Regions from separate parts of the Zea mays genome. Here all the other regions are linked to region 3. Evidence: chromatin contacts called from public Hi-C data. All regions are on one chromosome and are shown on one strand. The core of a region is the stretch at or near the end of the contact, and the rest is flanking DNA. Distances in the headings are between cores, read along the strand shown.

Region 1 (4,017 bases), core at 957-3,456, 450 kb after region 3:
GTTATCAGCTTTATTGGCTGCCCCTTTCTGCCAAATCCATTTCTCTGGACCAGACTCCTAGGTTTCAATGGCATCTTTGTTTCATCAGCTTTAAGTGGTTCAACACCAGCAATCAGAGGAGGTGGTGGAGGCAAGTCATTGGCCTCGCCATTGTGAGACTCCATTTAGTGAGCCTTGCTGCATGAGTAGGTATCCAAAGCAACCCCAATCAGACATTTGTGTAGGCACTAGCTGTATAATTCAAGCAAGCAGCAAAGCAACTGAAGCAGCAGAAGGACAAGTATACAGGTAAAATCACCCTTCCAACAGAGATAGAACATCTGAGTACAGCAATATTGCAACAAGCTGAAGCAACAAAAACTAGGAATTAAGTTGGTGCAAACATGAACTGTTTAAAAAGTGTTAAATCTAAACTTAAAACCACTAATGGGAGTCCCTATCTGATGCCACACCTCCAACAATACACATTCTCTAAAGTAATATCAGCTGCCAACTAATTACATTTTGCAAACGGTATACATTTCAGTAAACCACAAATGTTTACTCCGAAGTCCCATCACCACGAAATATGCAACACAAATGTAACATCAGGATACTTTATTATTTTGCAGCCCACGCTAACGTCAATAAAATTGGAATGCTTAAAATTAAATATCTGGCTTTGTTTTGTTTCCCAATACTTCATATGATTAAAGCAGTAAGAGAAGAAGTCGCTGTATAGTATAGATGTAAGAATGATGCAGGTAGGCAAAGCCCAATTGCTGTGACCTTACAATTTTTTTAAAAAGAACATGAAATCATGATCATCTCACAGACTATGGAAACAGTAATAAACACGGACCTCAACACGACACACTACCAGAGTTCATAGAAGATTTTCTAGTGACAAAACTCATACAGAAACATCCTACTAGTCCATTATAGGAGACGTTCTACATGCTCACACAAAACAGTAAACTATATGGCATATATACTCACATGAGCACTGTATCGGACCCAAAGCTGCAAATCTGCTCATCAACAAATGAAAACGAATTAAATCATCTAACACGACCATAAATAAAGGAGGATGTAATGGATTACAATAATAGTCATGTAATTATATATCTATATACTATATAGACCCTAAAAATGCAAAAGATTTGAAAATGGGAATAAATCCAGGAAAAAGGCCAAGAAAAAAGTGCGTCATTATCCTTTCGGGAATCATGGCGAAATTTCCAAGACTCCAAGAAACAAGAAAAGGCAAAGAAAATTGCAGCGCGTACCCAAAAAATTAAGGAAAATTAATTAACAAGAACAACGCCACACTAAAATCCTTGTGGATGAACCTTCCAGAATAAGTCAATAATATCCTTAAGAATGAACGTTCCAGAGATGCGTGTTTATCAAACACCGAACGGATATCTAGAAATGAACAGTGCCGCCATAAACCTCCCAGAAACTAAAGAACGCATAGAAAAAACAGATCTTTAATGTGATGAGCTGCAGCACCATAAACCAGCTATAAAAAACGTGCAAAAAATTAAGATGACAAACAAGAAAACCTGAATACTGAATAGTGAATACCTCCATATAAGTAGAAAGGCTCAAAAAGAGGAGAAAACACGTCAAGTAAAATGAGCGACGAAAAAAGAGGAAAAAGCAGACTATTGCCATTACAGCCAGAAAAACGCAGACCATTGCCATTGAAGCAGGAAAACAAGAAAAAACCCTCCATATAGAACAATGAAAATCAGAAAGAGGCATAAAAAGAATCAACGAAATTAAAAACCACAAACGCTGCCACATGCGCGCCACGGGGGCCATTACCAAGAATCCACACTGAGAGAGGACTCGAACTCGAACGGTTCGATGGCAAACAATAGAAACATGCCTAAAATCGTAGAATAATCCAGCAAAGACAGCACGACCCATGCCCAAAGACAACACATTTGTAAGCGCAGACCGCAATGCAGTGCTCTTGAATCTTGAAACGAAAAAAAGGGACAAAGAACCGAAGAACACACCGCTCGAGGGGGCAAAAGCCCTCGCCTCAGAACCCTCCCTAAATCCGCGCCGCACGAACAACCGCAGCGGCAAGAACCCCACCGAAACCCTAGATTTCCACCAACAGCGAGCGGGGGAGCGGGAGTGAGGAGCGGAGCGGAGGAGTTTCCGTTACCGCCGAGGGAAGGACAGTGAGGTCATTCCGCACCTGCCCGCGCGGGCCCACCTGTGGGCTCCGATCGGCCAATCTGGACCGTGCGTTGGGAGAGCCCGGAACATGAGGTCGTGACCTGGTGACACGTGGAGGGGAGCATTGGACGCGGTAGGCTCCTCACGCACTCACGCGCACCGTGCTCTCCACTTCCTCGTTGCACGCCAAAGCAGCATCGGACGCAACAACTACTCCACTGATTCGTGGGCCACGTAAGAGTGTACCCTACCAGTCATTGTCACTGGTGGTTCTTCCGGGTAGAGGGAACCCGCTGCCTCCGCGGCGAGCCGGCGACCCATATCCTGCCTTGACTAGTGCGTGTGCCCGGAACCGGAAGACGCACCAGGCGCCAGCACCATCGGTGGCGACTGACGACCCGGCGCATGCCCCCAGCCCGCACTGACACGGGGTCCGTGTGCTGTTTGGTCCCAGCAGTCAGTGAAACAAAAGGTGTTGCCCGAGGCCGCCGCTTGGGAGTCGGGACTCGGGAGTGTCACTGCAGATCGCCGACCGTGCACAGAGCGTCCCATCCGTCTGGTACGGCGTTAGCGTAACGGCGGAAAGCAAACTCCAGTCTTCCCCGGATCCGAATCCGACGGCCGTGCGGGGCAGGACACCTGTACATGCGGGCGGATCGAAGCCGTTAGCTTACGGCGCCGTCACCGAACCGAACCGGTAGGATCTCCTCGGGGATAATATCCACGCATCGGTTTTGGGTGTGTTTGGTTTGACTTTTGGCTTTGGCTTTTGCCCCCCTAAAGCCAAAAGCCAACCAAAGGGCTGGATCCAGGAAGCAGCTTTTTTTAAAAGCCGACTTTCTCGTAGTGCAAATCTAAAAGCACCCCTGGACCTGCTTTTAGTGGCTTTTTGGATGGAACTGTGAAAACATATATCGAAGAATTTTTAACGACTTTTAGTGGTTTCCACCAAATGGTTTTTAGCTTTTTAACAGCTTACAGCCTACAGCAGCTTTTTCCACAGCTCACAGTTCACAGCAACTTTTTTCACAGCCACAGCCCAACCAAACAGACCCTGCTGCGCTCCTGGCTGCAACCACGGCACCCTACAGCTACACCGGGTCTACGAACCTCGTGCCACATACAAGTGGGCCCGCAGAGTGCTTCGTATGACGCACAGTGGACCCGGAGCATTCAACAGTGCGGCGGGGTGGCAGCGGCAACGCAAGGGTCGCGTAGGCTGGCAGATCGTCCTCCCTTCGGCCGGCTGGTGTCGCTTCCGTTTTCGTAAAACAGTTTGGGCAGGCCTTCGAAAGGATGGCTGCGGCATTTCCTTCTCCATCACTGCGGGCAGAGAATTCTGCGGACAGGGAATCCCCGTGCTTTGCCACCTGCCGCTGCGGCTAGGCTCCTCGTCGCCTCCTCCAGCACGCGAGAATGGATCTGCGGCCGGGCCACGGCTGTGCAGCTGCCGGCCTTTTTTTGTTTCCGATTTTGACGATTCGAAAATTGAAAGCAGGAGATTTGGCACGAGTTCATAGCCGGGAAAGTAATTAGAGCAAGTTTAATAATAGAACCTATTATTAGCTCTAACTCATTACCATGTCCTTTAGAGCCAATAATAAACACACTTATATAATAAAGTTGGCTCTTATATGAATTCCTTATCTCCTTTTCTTCATTCTTTTATCTGTCTCTTGCATCAGAGTCCACTCTCTCTATTTTTTAATGTCTCTCTCTTCTACATAAGCAAAAATAATATATAAACAGGCTTAGAACTTATTATTGTATTTACTCTTAGCAGAGATTTTAATACGGAGTATGAGACTTTAATGCGGGGTAACCAAATTGAGATCACTG
Region 2 (4,076 bases), core at 1,257-3,756, 300 kb before region 3:
CAAGGCAAAGAGCCCACACAGAAGCACCCCACACCTCCCAAGCAAACTCCGTGTGGACATGAGCGAGTCATCAGTCGGCAGCGTTACTCATGGTTATCACGGCGCCCCGGCTAGGGATGGCAGTTGGACCCGTGGGTATGGATACCCGCGGGTTTCGTACCCACCGGATATGGATACGGGTACAAAAACTCACCCGTGGGTCCTATCGGGTCGGATACCCGAAATACATCGGGTCGGGTATGGGTAAAATACTTTACCCACGGGTATCCAGTGGATACCCGAAATATCAATATACCTCTTTAAATATGCTACATCCACTAAAAATGTGCTACATTCACTAGAAAAACTCACTCGCATGTGTTGTTGATTAATGAATATTAATTTGTGTTGTGTTAACAATCAAGTGTAATGTAATCGAGACCAATGAGACATTGACAATGTTATAACTGTCAACTGTCATGAACTCATTAAGCTTTTATTCTCTGTACTCAAATTTAAATTTATTGGATATGATAATTATGAATTGAAATATTGTATCGACGTGTAGCCAAATATAGTCATTCTCGTGTTGCATTGGTGCTTAGATGTAAACTAAAATATTTTATGTATTTATTATAACACTGATCGAATGTTATTTAGTCTACAATAACATATCCACTGGATACCCGTACCCGGTGGATACCCAATGGGTATGGGTACGGGTACAATTTCTCACCCGATTGACTTGGTGGGTATGGATATTTGTAGAAGTCTTGGGTACAATTTCGGGTCGGGTATTATTATACCCGAACAAAACCCGACCCGCTGCCATCCCTAGCCCCGGCGAGGCGAGTCGCCTCCGGGGCGCCTGGACACCTAGGCGACAGTTAGGCGTAGTTCATAATTTCATATATGAAGGTCAAGCGAAGCGCCTAACTAGGCTGTATAGTCACAGGCTCACAGCTTCACTCCTTCCCGCAGAATGCCTGAGCGGAGCAGAGCCACCACACAGCGCGGAGCAGAGCAGAGCCTGCCGCAGTGCCCACCTTGCCGGCTTCAGGCGAGGTGCCGCACCACAGTGAGCCCAACCGGGCGCTTGGATGCCTAGTCGGCGCCTAGGCAACGCCGTGATAACAATGGTGCTGCTCTACGCTGTTTCTCTCCAACTTTCCTTCTCTAGCCCCTCATTCATACTTGGAATCCTAGATAGGAGACACGCCAGTGGCCGCGCAAGGCTCACCAGATTTTGGGCTTGGCAGTCGGCTGAGCGCCAAATCAAAGCAATCCTGCTGTTGGGCAGCCACAGCCCATAGGCTATGGTTGCTAGCAAGCAACCTGGTGTCACAACCTGGGTAGGGCACAACAGCAACAAGGCACGTCGCCATGGACGACACACAGCAGCAGGGTGTGACCACCGGCCTGGCATGTCGTACATGGCACCATCTAGAGGTAGGCACGCTGCAAGCAGCACTCGGCAGTAGGCAGCAACAGGAGGTAGATTCCCCATTCCTAAATCCCAAATATTTCAATGTTGAGTTTCACAATCCAGAAATACTCATGCCAGTTCCCATGTGCCTTTCTCAATTTTTTACAGAAAAAAATGTAAAATTTCACATGCACATGAACAATACATAGAAATCCTTTTTCTCCTGCTCCAATGGCAATTATACAATCAATGCCTAACTTGTATGTATATCTTCAGGTTCATATGCTATTGTTAATGAATGATTTGAGGAATGAACCAAATCCTCAATGGTTAGGATTTTTTTACCACTTTTATGTTCTCACCACTATGTTCTTCTAAGTGTGTAATTGAAACATCATCTACAATTATATGTTTTGGTTTTGTTATATCACTATTTGACTTGATGTGGATGTTTTAGACAATCACATATTGGCCCTAGGTGTGAAAATCAACCAGCTCCACCACTGTGTCACACGTCATTGATATATGGAAGCAATAACACTGGGCTGTGCACCTCTAGGCCTGTGGCGCAACACTACTGACAGACGATCCAGTTACTATCTGGCAAAATGACTCGGATTCTTTGCACGCCTGAATTAAAAAGCGGCCTCTGCGGCCCAAAAAAAGCAGGCTCAATTGCAGCAATAATCACCTGGACATTGGCAGCAGTGTACTCCGCGGACACCTGCTTCTCGTGCATCGCCTCAGACGCCGTCGTTGACGCCATGAACGCACGCACCCGGACCCCATTGCGCCGCGTGGCTGCCGCGGCCACAGCACTACAGTAGAAGATGGGTAGCAGCATATCATTTAATCATTAACCCTCCAGCTCCAGCATGGGAGGTGCTGGGAAGCGGGAGGACGTACCTGGGCCCAAACAGGAGCCGAGGGACGGCGGCGGTGGAGCGGGGCGCGGGGAGCATGCGGGAGGGAAATAGACTGGCGCCAGTGGAGAGGAGGCGGCCGAGGAGCGCGCGGAGGCGGGGAGGGGGAGGAATCGGCCGGAGGAGTAGCGCCATCCGCGTCGGCGAGCCCTCGCGCTCGCGGGCTCCTTGGTCTTGGCTTGCCGGCCGCCTACTTGTGGCTGAGACCAGCCGGGGCAGGAGAGCTGGGGTTTTGAGCGGAGGTGCGGGTACTGGATGAGGTCGAGGCCGAGGGTTTATGGCGCCTCGGATTTACCATATCGGGCGGCTGGTGCTACCATATCGTGCGTGGGCCTGATCATAAGCCGCTCGCGGCTGGCTAGGGTTTATGGGCTGGAACGGCCAGGAATCGCCGAGCAGTTGCTGTGGGCCTGGGGGAAGCGGGAGTGGAGTAGTGGACCTTAGTGGGCCGAATTAGAGGCTGCCCAATGCGCGGATACCTTTGGTTCAGCTCTCTGAACGACATTCGCTCCTAAAAATCTAAAATCTCAAGTAAATAAATATAATAATAGAATAGATTTTAAAAATATATAGTTTTTTATAGTCAATTTAGAATCACTATCTACCCTATTTTTTCAAATTCATGTCATCCATGTTATAAGTTATCATTCACTTACAGAATCTATAGTTGACGGTTGTTTGAAGTAAATATATCTAAAATTTTCATAGTGGTGAACTAACAACAGTTTTCTCACAACTAGGGTCAGATAGTTTATGAATCTACAACTGAACCCAGACCCTTAAAGCATCCACGTCCTGAGCCTTGGTGGTTGGTGGGATGTCGCCCTATAAAATCATATTTGTTTGACCTATAGTTTTTAGAGCTTTTTCTTAAAAACTATTGATGGGCTTTTGATCATGAGAAATCAATAATATCTTTTCGAGGGATGTTATTAGATTCCTAAGCTCAAGAAGCTACAGAAAGCCCATAAAATCAGTTTTCTCGTGTGCCCACATATACACAGCTTTTATGAGTTTCTAGCTTTTCGAAAGCTAAACCAAAATATTAGCACTGATTGTTTTGTTTTATCTTTTGCCTTTTCACACTAAAAAACAGGCGACAAGCAGAAGCAAACAGGACCTAAAGCCTTGTTTGGCATGGTTCCAATTTAAACTTTAGACTGGAGTTGAGTGGACCAGCCAAACACCCTAACTCCACCATTTTTGGAGCAGCCCAACTTTATAGAGTTATCGAAGCTCTAGTCTAGAGTTTGAGCACCTCTTTTCCAGCTCCAACCCACTCCAAAATAGATGTATACATTGAGTTTGTGTTAATATTTACCCACCGATGTCATCGATTACAAAAACAATAATTTGTTTCTCTTTTTCTCGTCCATCTAATCGTGTTTCTTCCCTAGCATACCCTTCTCGCGTTTCTTCACCAACATCATGTGTGCACCGGCACCACCCGTTGTCACTAGTGCACCATGCCCCCGACCGATTGTGCCATGCCCCCAACCGGTCGTGCCCTGCCCTCGCCCTAGCTCCTGTGGCCTCGCACACCCGGTACGCTAACAATCGTGCGCGTCGCACGCCCAACCGCGCTACTAGCCCCACCTCCTAGGTAAGAATGTTAAGGCAGCCACAAAACAATCTTTTCTGGAGTTAAAGCCAAACACCTTCTCCTAGGAGAAGCAGGTGCGCGACAGAGCGGCTAGAGTAGTGGTCCCACCTGTCGGCGACGGGTGAGAGCAGAAGCGTGCGCATCC
Region 3 (3,902 bases), core at 760-3,259:
CGCCAGAGCGCGCAGAAGTCAGGCACGCGCGAAGTGGCGCACCAGACACTCTACAGTACATGTCCGGTGTGCCACCGGACATCCAGGCGGGCCCAGCAGTCAGAGCTCCAACGGTCGGAACCCAACAGCCTGGTGACGTGGCTGGCGCACCGGACACTGTCCGGTGCACCATGCGACAGACAGCCTCCACCAAACGGCTAGTTTGGTGGTTGGGGTTATAAATACCCCCAACCACCCCACATTCAAGTCATCCAAGTTTTCCACCTTCCAACTACTTACAAGAGCTAGGCATTCAATTCAAGACACACCCAAGTGATCAAATCCTCTCCCAATTCCACAAAAGTTTAGTGTTAAGTGAGAGTGATTTGTTGTGTTCTTTTGAGCTCTTGCGCTTGGATTGCTTCCTTCTTTCTCATTCTTTCTTGAGATCAATACTCACTTGTAACCGAGGCAAGAGACACCAATTGTGTGGTGGTCCTTGTGGGGAAGTTTTTGTTCCCGGTTAAGTTGAGAAGAGAAAGCTCACTCGGTCCGAGGGACCGTTTGAGAGAGGGAAGGGGTTGAGAAATTCCCGGCCTTTGTGGCCTCCTCAATGGGGAGTAGGTTTGCAAGAATCGAACCTCGGTAAAAAAAATCCGCGTGTCACACTCTTCATTCGCTTGTGATTTGTTTTGCGCCCTCTCTCTCGGACTCGTTTCTTTTTCTAACGCTAACCCGGCTTGTAGTTGTGATTAGTTTTGTAAATTTCAGTTTCGCCCTATTCACCCCCCTCTAGGTAACTTTCAGTACTAAATAGAGTTATATTTTGGAATATATGACTTTAATATTAAAAACCTGCTCCAACATGGATTCTATTTGACAAAAAGATCATCAAATAATTTTAGAATGCGCCATCTGATATTCTAAATATAGGGCCCCATATGCTGGACTTGTATCCTTATTTTGCACGTTGTTTCTAACATTTTATTTTCTAAATAACATGATCTATTTTTTAATAACATGAATACCTATATAGGATTTAATTGTTGGAGTTAGGGATGGCAGTGTGTAAGATAACCAATAGGCACACAAAGCCATACCCATACACATACCCACTACCCTAAACCCTAAATTACGTCATACTCATATCCAACACGGGTAGCGGTATCCATACACACTAATATTAGTAGACATGATCACTTGGACCACAAAAATAACTAACAAACACAAAATGTTGAAACATTATAGCTCATCAGTATTGAAAGATGCTAAAATAGTATATTATCTTTATGCCAGCATGATAAATTCATCGAATCCAACATAAACTTATCACAAGGTCAACAACATTCACCATTAAATATCAACATCATTCAAGCACATGCATGAGAGAGAACAATCTCCTTAATTCTGACCCACATGTCATATGTTAGCGGGTTTTCTATCGAGTAGCGGATACGAGGCAAGAGAGAACATACCCATGTCCACTATGCCCGATGAATATAACCCAATAAAATACTCATGGTATCAAAATTTGTCATACCTGTATTCTAATAGTGTTTTTACCCATCGGATGTCGGTTTTTGTGTACTTATTGCTATCCCTAGTTGGAGCGGTAAATGCTCCTAAACAATTAAAATCAGGTCGTATTGTACTTTTTAGTATTTAAATATAGAACTTTTTATTGGAGCTGTATATCCGCGCGCTCTTTTTTTTTCTTTCTCCTGTCCAGGTTCAATGCAAGCCGGCTGCTCCCGGGCCGCGACCGCGAGAGACCCGAACGCCGGCCCGGCAAAGAGTAGACCAAGCTGCAGCTCGCGTCGCGGATCCAAAACGCACGATAAGCACGCGAAAGCTAACGCCAAGTCGCCCCCCAACGACGGGACGACGGCAACAGCTAGCCACGTTCGCTGGTTGCCTGGCACCGTGGTTCGGATCGGTGTCCGGAGGCCCGATCCCGGCGCGTCGCCGGCGTGACGGGCTGACGGTCCGACGAGAGGACAGAGGCTTTTCACGGTTCCCCGTGTTTCCACGAAGCGCAGAGCGCAGCCATTGATGAGAGCCACGAGGGCGGGCCCCACAGGAGCAGTTCCACGCAGACGCGCACGCCATTTGTTTTTCTTTTTGTGTTTTTGTCCAGCAGCCTACGTAGAGGACGGCAGGCACGCACCGGCACCACCATATAACAGGAGGCGCGTCTCTGCAAGTCTGCACTCGGACGGACGAGCGAGGCAGACCCGCAGGTCGCAGCCACAACCCAAGCGCAGCGCTCTGCCTGCCTCCGCTCCGGCTCAGCTCCCGCCCTGCCTCCGCCTTCCATTCCACCGCGCGGCGCTGCCGAGTGCCGACGTCGTCCCCGCCGGAGTTTCTGGTTCCTGGGTTGGATCTCTCGGAGTCGGAGCGAGCGAGGATGGGCGGCGGCAACGGTGAAACCACCCAGCTGGGGGAGCCACTGCTGGCGAAGAAGGCGAAGGCGTACCGCCCTAGGTGCCCCGGCTGCCGGGTGGACCGCCTCAACGCGGAGCGGGAGGGGGTCTTCCCTCTCAAGGACCTCTTCCTCATCTGGCTCGTCACCATCACCTGCAGTAAGCTACCGCCCGCCACTGCTAGTACCCAAACCCAACCCGTCGCTCCCCTCCCCCCCTTCGTACTACCTTCTTCGTCCTCGTCGTTTTTGCTCTTGTGGAGCACGTACTGTGGCATTTTTCTTCCGGCCACCGCCTTCCTCCGGATGGCTGCAACTGCAAATCACAGGGTTGACTAGGGACCAATTTTTGTTGCCGGCATGCCGCTCGTGCTCGATTCAGCATCTTCGTCGCCGTGGCTGGCGATAAGAGGTTCACGATTCAGCTCTTTGTTCCTTCCAGATTCAGTCTCTGACCAGGCACAGACACTCAGGCAGGCTTGCGTCTGCTAGTGATCCCACCATCGTCCGAGAATAATAATCGGAGTATTCGCAGTGATAAGGAATGAATCCGATGGACCGGGATGCTTAGCGGCCGGTGCTACAGTACTAATAATTTATCACTGGTCAGCTCACCAACCAACAACTTTTTAAGGGGGGCATTCGCCATACGGTGATTGGCGTGTCTCTGGGACTTTCTTTTTGGTGTGTTGGATCAGTAGAGTATCGTATCGTTATGGCTCGCCTGACGGACGGTTCTCATTGGAGTCTCGCACCGTGTCCGTGGCCACTCCAAAATTTGTTTTCTTCCAGATGAATTCCTGCTACCTCTCCAGACTACAGTTCAGCTGCTGAGATGCTATGTCAAATAGTACTATGCATGAAAAATTGGCATAGTATAGTTAACATGCCAATTTTATGCAGAAACCAAAACGCCGTCCAACCTTGACAACCCGCGGCCAAAGCTTGTGCTCGTTTTAGCTTACAGATTCTTGGGTGTTCTAAGCCCCCTTCCAACAATTTGCTCCCCTCAAGCTGAAAACCCCACGGTTTCTAAAGCTGAAACAAGCACGGGTGCACCTCCCCAAACAGAAAGCCCCCGATGGAAGCCGCGAATCTCGCCGCCGGCAGTCACCTTATTGCTTCGGTGTTTTCCAATTCCAGCACTCGAGAGCAGGGAATGCGATTGTCGCTTCTCAGTGATTGGTGGTGCTGTCACTGTTGACAAATGAATTATTGTACTCTCAAGGACCCCCCCCCTCTTTTCTTTAAGTCATTATGAAACTATTTATGCTGTGTTATCAATTAGAAATTCACATAACTCTGCTGTGTTTTTCTGTCTGCAGCCCTACCGATCCAGTCTCTGTTCCCCTTCTTGTATTTCATGGTGAGAAATAAGATTCTCTCTCTCTCTTTTGGTTTTTTTCTATCGAAAAATGGGAATTGCTACAAGTAGCATCCGTATTTTCCATTTTTTCCCGATACGATTCTCTCTCTCTCTCCGTGTATGTGTAGAACTAGT

What was found. A called contact is a pair of places that touch in the nucleus more often than the background predicts.
Region 1: a Hi-C map of leaf shows a contact between it and region 3, with 6 times the contacts expected there. The contact joins the promoter of LOC100217027 here to the promoter of LOC100284468 in region 3. A contact is called at or near these places in 3 of 25 Hi-C or Micro-C datasets (bundle sheath and leaf).
Region 2: a contact with region 3 is called in a Hi-C map of ear, with 4 times the contacts expected there. The contact joins the promoter of LOC100382343 here to the promoter of LOC100284468 in region 3. A contact is called at or near these places in 8 of 25 Hi-C or Micro-C datasets (bundle sheath, ear, endosperm and 3 more) and 1 of 3 datasets of contacts at active chromatin or transcription factors (seedling).

What each region holds. Positions count from the first base shown.
Region 1 is chr3:43,560,580-43,564,596 of Zm-B73-REFERENCE-NAM-5.0, forward strand. LOC100217027 reads right to left here and starts at 2,207. Exons shown (of 24, transcript NM_001359539.1): 1 at 2,010-2,207; 2 at 979-1,010; 3 at 1-177. The coding sequence starts at 164.
Region 2 is chr3:42,818,275-42,822,350 of Zm-B73-REFERENCE-NAM-5.0, forward strand. It overlaps LOC100382343 (DNA gyrase subunit B mitochondrial), which reads right to left and starts at 2,507. Exons shown (of 21, transcript NM_001175090.1): 1 at 2,312-2,507; 2 at 2,097-2,223. The coding sequence starts at 2,463.
Region 3 is chr3:43,115,627-43,119,528 of Zm-B73-REFERENCE-NAM-5.0, forward strand. It overlaps LOC100284468 (carbohydrate transporter/ sugar porter/ transporter), which reads left to right and starts at 2,010. Exons shown (of 17, transcript NM_001157363.2): 1 at 2,010-2,561; 2 at 3,727-3,767. The coding sequence starts at 2,387.